Regions from separate parts of the Callithrix jacchus genome. Here all the other regions are linked to region 1. Evidence: chromatin contacts called from public Hi-C data. All regions are on one chromosome and are shown on one strand. Each heading gives the region's core, a stretch centred on a gene start, on an enhancer-like site or on the middle of the called end of the contact. The rest is flanking DNA. Distances are from core to core; before and after follow the strand shown. Region 1 overlaps MEF2A (myocyte enhancer factor 2A). Region 2 overlaps LRRC28 (leucine rich repeat containing 28). Region 3 overlaps LRRC28 (leucine rich repeat containing 28).

Evidence for each region. A called contact is a pair of places that touch in the nucleus more often than the background predicts.
Region 2: a contact with region 1 is called in a Hi-C map of skeletal muscle, with 7 times the contacts expected there. The contact joins two enhancer-like sites. A contact is called at or near these places in 2 of 3 Hi-C or Micro-C datasets (both in skeletal muscle).
Region 3: a contact with region 1 is called in a Hi-C map of skeletal muscle, with 4 times the contacts expected there. The contact joins two enhancer-like sites. A contact is called at or near these places in 2 of 3 Hi-C or Micro-C datasets (induced pluripotent stem cells and skeletal muscle).

The regions. Positions count from the first base shown.
Region 1 is chr6:9,992,853-9,995,735 of calJac240_pri, forward strand. All of the region lies in intron 5 of MEF2A (myocyte enhancer factor 2A), which reads right to left. Among named protein-coding and RNA genes, the nearest start is that of LYSMD4, 29 kb to the left of the region's middle. Within about 2 kb of position 1,354, at least 8 of the 16 cell types and tissues checked have an H3K27ac peak or open chromatin away from gene starts, as enhancers often do. A contact at or near this core is called in skeletal muscle, where this site is marked.
Region 2 is chr6:10,383,407-10,386,289 of calJac240_pri, forward strand. All of the region lies in intron 4 of LRRC28 (leucine rich repeat containing 28), which reads right to left. Among named protein-coding and RNA genes, the nearest start is that of LRRC28, 25 kb to the right of the region's middle. Within about 2 kb of position 1,530, at least 1 of the 16 cell types and tissues checked has an H3K27ac peak or open chromatin away from gene starts, as enhancers often do. A contact at or near this core is called in skeletal muscle, where this site is marked.
Region 3 is chr6:10,291,519-10,294,401 of calJac240_pri, forward strand. LRRC28 (leucine rich repeat containing 28) reads right to left here. Exons shown (of 12, transcript XR_013536591.1): 12 at 1-623. Among named protein-coding and RNA genes, the nearest start is that of LRRC28, 120 kb to the right of the region's middle. Within about 2 kb of position 1,458, at least 2 of the 16 cell types and tissues checked have an H3K27ac peak or open chromatin away from gene starts, as enhancers often do. A contact at or near this core is called in skeletal muscle, where this site is marked.

The DNA.
Region 1 (2,883 bases), core at 104-2,603:
CATCTGACCTCTCTGAACCTCTTCATTGTCAAATAGAGAAGATACAGCAATCTTTGTCCTGGCTGGCTTGCACAGCTACTGTGAGAATCAAATGAGCTTATTATGTTAGAAGTGCTTTCATAACTGAAGTACTACATAAATGTAAGATAGTATCCTTAGATTACTGTCCCAAGAAAACCTCTGACCCCAAATTTCTACATAACTGGTGGGGGAAAAAATGATACATATTTTTATTCCTTCTAATCCACAGCCTATTTTACTGGAGCTTTCATGAAGTCAAGTTGTTCTAGCATTGCTCGGCTTCTAAAGGAATTTCTGTGGCTAACAGTACAGTCTTTAGTGCAGGCCCCAGGGCACCTGTCCTTCCGCACTTTGGATCAGAGTCATCCACGATCGTATTTTAGAGCTTAAGCTAATTTGAACAACTTTCTAAGTTCTAACAGAATGTGCTTCTGATTATATTTTGGTTCTGACCTATAAAGTTCTGCATTTTTAATTGATTACAGAGTCTCAAGTTTAAATTTTAAAGAATATAAATGGCTGTTTATAAGTTTTCAGATATGTATTTTAAAGTCAAGAAACAAATATATTTATCTTCGAGGTTCTGTAATTACAGCTGTACTTTGAGGAATGTGGAAAATCAATGTATGTCAACTAGGAATATATTTTAGTTTCAGTATCAAGTTTATAAATTTAATAGCTTTCTGAGATAGAGATCTGCTTTGGACTTAATTTCTTCTTTCATATTTGGTCTGGAACTTCAAAAGTCAAATCAGTAGGTCAAAGAATACAGTATGAGACAGTTCGTCTTGGACCCTACCTACTCCATGGCACCATCTTCATGGCAATCTCCTGGCATGTCTTCAAAGACAGGGTAACAATAAGACTTCAAATTCTGGTACTACTCATCTAAGCTCCTAATCTCAATGGCACTGAGTTCTGTAAGAGTAAGTGATTTTCAGAACCACTAGAGGGCAATATAGTGCTAGATAAATCATGGAAGCATTCATAACTCCTTAAACGGTGAGGTCTAACCTAAGGTGAATTATTTTAGCTTGAATTATAAACTCCCATTTACTAATCATTATGGTATCATTAAGTAAACTGTTTCTCCAAAAGACATTCATAATGTAATCCAAAACATTTACAGGTAACTAGAATATTTTAGTTGGCCAATACAAAACTACATCCAAAACTGAGTGGTCACAAAGCTAAAGAACAATCTCGTAGCCTAAGGAGGACAACCTTATTTGAAAAGAAAACAAAGTGTGCAAAACACACCAGCATGCACAAACACGGACTAACAGACCAACGGATGCCTTTCTCCCCCATGCATTCATGCACTTAACCCTTGTCCATGCTATATAAACAACATTTTCAAGTCTTTATTCCCCTTAAAGTACTTTAATTAGCAGCTGACTTTGCAATTATATGATGACTCCTGTGAGGTTTCAGTTTTAGTTCCTACAGGAAAAATAGATCAACTGCAGGTTGCTTTTAGTCAAGTTTATTTTCTAGAGGAAAAGCCAACAGAAAACGTTTGTTTTGGAAAAAGGGCAATAGTTGCTTTTAAGAACAGAGCATTTCTGAGAGTAAAGTAAATTTATATACATTCAATTACAGACATTCCTTTTAGTAAACAGGGAACCCCCTTGTGGTTCAGACTGTATCATGCAGGATGAAGTAATTCCAACTCTGAAAAAGGTGACCTCACCAAAAATGATGTAATCTTTTTGAAAGAAAAAGAAACAACACAACATCGTGTGTCACAATCTGAGGAACTTGGAGGGTGAAGTCATTTTCTAAAAATATTTCAATAATTTGGAGAGCTATATAAGGTATTTTGTATCTTTCCTTAAAAAAAATATTTAACAAGTATCCTATGCTCATGGACAGCTACTGTTTTTAAAGGCTCTAAATGGGTCAACACATACAATTATAAACAAAAAACTAGAGTCTGTAGTACCAGCAGATTGCTTTAGTATTCAAACTGTTTGAATAGTTTTTAGAAAGAAAAAAAATAGTATAACAAAGGGAACACTGGTTAGGTAAGAACATTTAAGAGAATTAGTACTTTCTACATCGTTTTCAACTTCCTTCAAGCAGAAACCCACACTCACCAACTCCAATTCCTCTTCCTCCGACTGTACTCAGCACATAAGAGGGATAAGAGAGTTACTAAGACTGTTGGTACTCACAAACAAAATATTTCTTTAGAAAAACATATTCAGACATTAGCAGTTGTCTGGAACTCTAAAGAGACGATTATATACATAACAGATAGAAATATAAATTACTTATTGTCTCTGTACTTGATTTTTCAAATTTTTGTAATTTTAATAGAAACGGGGTTTCTCCATGTTGGTCAGGCTGGTCTCAAACTCCCAACCTCAGGTGATCCACCCACCTCAGCCTCCCAACGTGCTAGGATTACAGGCATGAGCCACTGCGCCCGGCCCACTCTATCTAAATCATCCTATTACCACCCACCAGGTGATGTATGTTCATTTATCTCCTACTAAATGCTGCCTCTTGGCAGGCAAAAAACTGCTTTATTTCCCACAGGAACTAGCATGGTGCTATAAAACAACAAGAACACAAACATTTGTTCATAAATACAAGAGCTTTAAATACCAGTTTTATATATGTTTATCATTTGCAAATATAGTGTTCATGTGAATAAAATGACTTCAATAGAGAAAAACCACATATTTGAAGAAAATGAGACTGGAAGGGAAATGAATTCATAACCCATGTAAAGAAAAGCAATGAGGCCAGGTGCAGTGGCTCACACCTGTAATCCCAACACTTTGGGAGGCCACGGTGGGTGGATGAGGAGGTCAGGAGTTCAAGAGCAGCCTGGTCAAGATGGTGAAACCCCAA
Region 2 (2,883 bases), core at 280-2,779, 390 kb after region 1:
GACAGCCTTTATCATTAGATACTCTTGCCAGATCAGTTTGTAAAATGCTCACTTAGAAATTTATCAAATATAAATAGGCCACGACTTTCACACCCTACTCTAATGCATCAGCGTACAATACGTGGCTATCACAGCAAACTAATAATACTTTGAGAATAATATTTTGCATCAGAATTGCAAATATTAAATATATTTACTGATTTATTTATTTTAAAATAAAAGCATACATAATGAATAAACTATAAGGTTTTTTTTAACTTTGTAACACAAACTACTAGTTTTTCCAGTTCATTTTCTTCAGGTTTTTAAAAATATACTTGTTGTGTGAAGAAAAATCAACATCTATTGTGTAAAGGAAAATGAACTTTTCATTTCTATAAAATAACTTCACAAAATAAGATATTTCTAGCTAGCACGCATACAGAGAACTAACAACGGAGAGATTAAACACTCATCATTTACAGTGTCTGCAGAAATACTCAACTGTCAAGGTATAGAATTTATTTCATGGCAAAAGAAATTTTGTAACAAGAAATCAACTGGTTCTCTTAAAAATTTTCTTTTTCACAGAGGCTGAGAAGTCTAGCAAGCCTATGTAACACTTTTCCCACTACAATGTCTTCAGCACACTCTGGTGGAGACATCCTGCAATCAGTAACCCACTACTCAGAGCAAAACAAGTGACTGCTGGAGATCATACAGCAATAATTTAAGAAAATAATTTATATCATTGATTAAAAGACAAGAGAACTAGATTTTAGTAAACTTTATTTTCAAACCTATGGTTTTATTTACTGTATTTTAAAAATAAATCTTTATAATTTTAAAATAGAATTTAGTTTTCTTCTACATTCTTAAAAATCTAATATTGAATGTTAAAGTGTCAATAAACACAAAATAAGAAAGAAAATTACTCATTTCATAAAGATTATTTTATGTTGAATTAAATCAATTTTGTAGAAGGTTAACTAACCTGCTATGTATAACAATGTAAATAAGGCCACCATTTACTCTATGATATATTTCATTCCTTGCTCTGTGTATATGAAATGATTATATATTTTAAAATCAATACTCTTTAAACATTAATTTTAGGAAGGAATGCCCAAATCAAAACAGAAAATTGGTTTAAAAATTTTTTTCAACAAAATACTTGCCTCCATTCAGGTTCTAGCTATAAAAAAAGACCTTAAAATGTCCAAATCAAAATATGAAGTAAAGTACCCACTATTATAATCAGAATTTTTCAAACAGACTTTAAAACATTAAACTTATCTACATATAATGAAGATGCTGTATGAAAGAGTACACAGTGGCTGCCCACTGAGGCTGCCAAGGAAGCATCGTTAAAGTCTGTCCTCCCACTGCCATCATGTCTATGTCGGTCTCCTGAAGAGCCCAAACAGCTACAGAAGCTTTTTACTGGAGGCCTGAGCTTTGAAACAACTGATGAGAGCCTGAGGAGCCATTCTGAGCAATGGGGAACGCTCACAGACTGTGTGATCATGAGAGATCGCAACACCAAGGGCACCAGGGGCTTTGGGCTTGTTGCTGTGCCACTGTGGAGGAGGTGGAAGCAGCCATGAATGCAAGGCCACACAGGTGAATGGAAGAGGTGTGGAATCAAAGACAGCTGTCTCAAGAGAAGATTCTCAAAGACCAGGTACCCACTTAACTGTGCAGAAGATATTTGCTGGTGACATTAAAGAAGACACTAAAGAACATCACCTAAGAGATTATTTTGAACTGCATGGGAAAACTGAAGTGATGGAGATCATGACTGATCAAGGCAGTGGCAAGAAAAGGGGATTTGACTGTGTAACCTTTGATGACCATGACTCTGTGGATAAAACTGTCATTCGGAAATACTGTAATGTGAATGGCCACAACTGTGAAGTTAGGAAAGCCCTATCAAAGCGAGAGATGCCCAATGCTTCATCCAGCCACCAGGTCGAAGTGGTTCTGGAAATTTTGGTGGTGTTTGTGGAGGTGGTTTTGATGGGAATGACAACTTTGTTCCTGGTGGAAACTTCAGCAGTCATGGTAGCTTTGGTGGCAGCCATGGTGACAGTGGATATGGTGGCAGTGGGGATGGCTACAATGGATTTGGTAATGATAGAAGCAATTCTGGATGTGGTGGAAGCTACGATGATTTTGACAGTTACAACAGTCTTCAGATTTTAAACCCATGAAGGGAGAAAACTTTGGTGGCAGAAGCTCTGGCTCCTATGGTGGTAGACGCCAATACTTTACCAAATTATGAAATCAAAGTGACTATGCCAGTTCCAGCAGCAGCAGTAGCTATGGCAGTGTCAGATGATTTTAATTACTGCCAGGAAACAAAGCTTAGCAGGAGAGGAGAGCCAGAGAAGTGGCAGGGTAGCTACAGGTTACAACAGTTTTGTGAACTCAGCCAAGCACAGTGGTGGCAGGGCCTAGCTGCTACAAAGAAGACATGTTTTAGACAAACACTCACGTATGTGGGCAAAAAGTTTGAGGACTGTATTTGTGACTAATTGTGTAACAGGTTATTTTAGTTTCTGTTCTGTGCAAAGTGTAAAGCATTCCAACAAAGGGTTTAATGTAGATTTTTTTTTGCACCCATGCTGATTGCTTAATGTGGTAGTCTCATCATGACACTGAATAAATGTGTCTTTAAAAAAATAGTACAGTGTTGCCAATCCTAACTCCACATTAGAATCACCCGGGGTCTTATTGGTGCCCAAGATCATCCTGTAGCAAGTGAAACATCTTCTTAACTCAAATAATCCTCATGTACAACCAATTAGGAACCATTACTGGTTCAGGGGATCAGACAGCAGGCTCTGAAGCCACACCGCCTGTACCCTAATAGCCATGTGACTATGGAGAAATTACTGAACT
Region 3 (2,883 bases), core at 208-2,707, 300 kb after region 1:
TTGAGCCTCCATGGGAGTCTCACTTTGCCGCCAACTCAGGCACCCCACCCTGCTACTCAAGACCACTGAGGCCGTGGGGTTTGCTGAAACTCCTCAAAAACTGACAAGTTTCCACTGGAGACACTGTGCAGAATATGCTCTCGGGGAAATCACTCTCTGGGGAAAGCAAGGGAGAAGAGAGGAAGCATCACTGAAGGTATGTGTGTTCAAAAGGGAATCTCGTTAGATGATCAACCACTGTTCTCCAGGAACCTGAAACTTGCTTTAAATTAGATTTGGGGAGGCCCACCAATCTATAAATAGTTCGTGTAAAAGACACACTCACATAAAAAGGAAAACCACAGAAGACAAACGGGTCCTTAATTTGGGGGAGGATATATTCCAACTTGGGGGAAGGGTGAGGCATTTTAGCTCTGAAGCCCAATCTTGACATTTCCAGAGAGTTCCACAGTGCCCCGCCTTGGACAGGACAGGATGGAAGAGTCTGTTCTGGACTGGCCGGATTCCCTAGCGTCAAGCTGGCAGTGCTCCTGAGGCTCCTGGGTGTTTATCAACTCAGCAGGTCAAAAGTCTGCAGACACTGGGTGGAGCAGCAGTAAGCCACAAAACTAACAGTTGTCCTCCTGGAAGGGGAGAAGGGGAGAGAAGAACACTGTGAGTTCAAGATTAAAGTTTCTGATTCTTTCTGTTGGAAACTATCTTTTTTGTTAGAATGAAGGATTAGCTATAGTCAACAAACTGCACAGCAGAAATTTAAAGTTCCTTTTAAAACTGAGCACTGGAATCAGGTGAAGTATGTGCACGTGAATGTTCATTTTAATAGTAGTGTTCAGAGGATATACTATCCCTAAAGTAGAAACTAAGAAGAAAAATACCTTTTCCACATTACATTTCGAATTCTGCTTACTAGAACCAACAGTGCAGTGATAGAATTTGAAGTCCATTATAAAAATAATGTAACAGAAAATGTCACCCATTTAGCCAGAACACATATATACCACAAAGCTTGAACAACATAATTTTAAGGAATTTATCCTACAAATGTATGTATACACATAGATTGCTAGTAGAGGTCATTTCAGAATCTGAATAATACAGTTCAAAGGTCTTCCCCATATAGCAGAGGTTTGGGCACCTTTGTGCAGTGAGTCACGAGCCCCAAGGGGCATCTGACCCACTCTTGACAGCTCCAGCTGTTAGATGCCTTGTTTTCCAGCCAGAAGTGCTATCCTCTGGTAGGGGTAGAAAAGTCTCCTATTATTTCCACAAGACCCCATGTGCTGATGGTTTTCCATTTCCTCACCCTCAACCCAGTCTGCCATTCTCCATGGCCCAGGAAGGGGACCTCTGTAGTCTTTACCAGCAAAGCTGCCTCATCTTCAGCTTCTGGTTAGGCCAGTGGGAGGCACCAGCAGGAGGCTGAAGGGCAGGAAGAGGGAAGGTTGAGTATTTCACCCCACTCCCTCTCTTCCTCTACAACTGGAGCTCCTATCTGGCAGACCCCCTTTGCCACCACTGGTTCTCACCAGGCTCCAGAGCTACCTTTGCCCTTCAGGCCCAAGGACTAAGCATGGTAAGGGCTTCCTCCTGCTGTGAGTCCCTGGCTGTCTCATTATCCTTCTGGGTGCCTGCCTAAACTTCAGCTGATTGTCCCTCTTCATTAATTTCTCTTCAAAGTTTCAGCCAAATGTGCATTTTGTTTTCCACCCCTGATGAATACAGTATGTGTTCGGAGAAGTGGCCCAATGAAGCAGCTCATCCAGGTGAGATTCTGAGGGTGGGCTGGTGAGTACATGAATGGCTTGCTTTCTTACTAGGGAGAAGTGGGATCCTGCCAATCTGCAGCATGTGGTGGCATCACGGTTACTCAAATGTCACTGAAACAGAAAGTAACAGGAGGGCAAGCCACTGGGAGACCAAATGTCCGTGGCACTTGATTGCTACGGCATCATGGTGATTCCAAGTTTGTGGGGTGAGATGGCTTCTTTTGACTGTGCTGAAGAGATTCCAAAAAGAAAATGATGAGCTTAGTGCCTTGAGATCTCAACTATAAAGGCATGGGCAGAGAATCCAAGTTTTTATGGTGGCCTTCAAGGAATCCTTAGTTTATAAAGCTACAAGGGACATGACTGAGGCTTAATGTAGACATTTCAGGATCATATGCCAGATCAAGATATATTTATGCCATGTCCCTTCAGCTAAGGTAAAGGTGCTGTTGGGAAAGAGTGGGAACCTGAGACTTGATGATATGGGAGCCTCTAGCCAGGCATGAATCTAAGAACCTTGGCTCTCTAATATCTCTAAACATTTCTTCATATCAGAAACAGCCCTTTCCACCTTCTAAGAAAAGTAGCATTCCATTGGGTAAAAATGTTTCAATGGCTTCATCTGGGGTGGTCATCTGAAAACTTCTGAAGACCCACAACCATCAATACTCACTGGCTATAGGGCCAAAAAAAGTCAAATCCTAGCATGATCTAGAGATACTGCAAGGTCTCCTCTTGGAGGAAATCATGTACATGCTGATGGAGTTGCAGGATCTTGTCAAATTATATTAGCAGGAACCTGGAGGGCACACATGGAAATGGATTCTAAGTACATTAGCCAGCAAGAATGCATATAAGATTGGATCAGGCCAACAGGAGTACTTCACCTAGACTTCAGAATGTAATACATTAGGCACCCAGGAATGGTTAAGAGAAGCACTGACTCAGTGGAGGCCAACAGCTGATGAGACAGCTATGCTAGACTCCCCTTGCAGACTCTAGAGGGAGGAGAAATGGGATTGTGGAGAGGACCCAAGGTGGTGTACCCTGCTCAGTCACCTCCTGAAAATTTCCAACACTTGTTGGAGGTCCAACAACTGTTTTTCTTCCCAAAGGC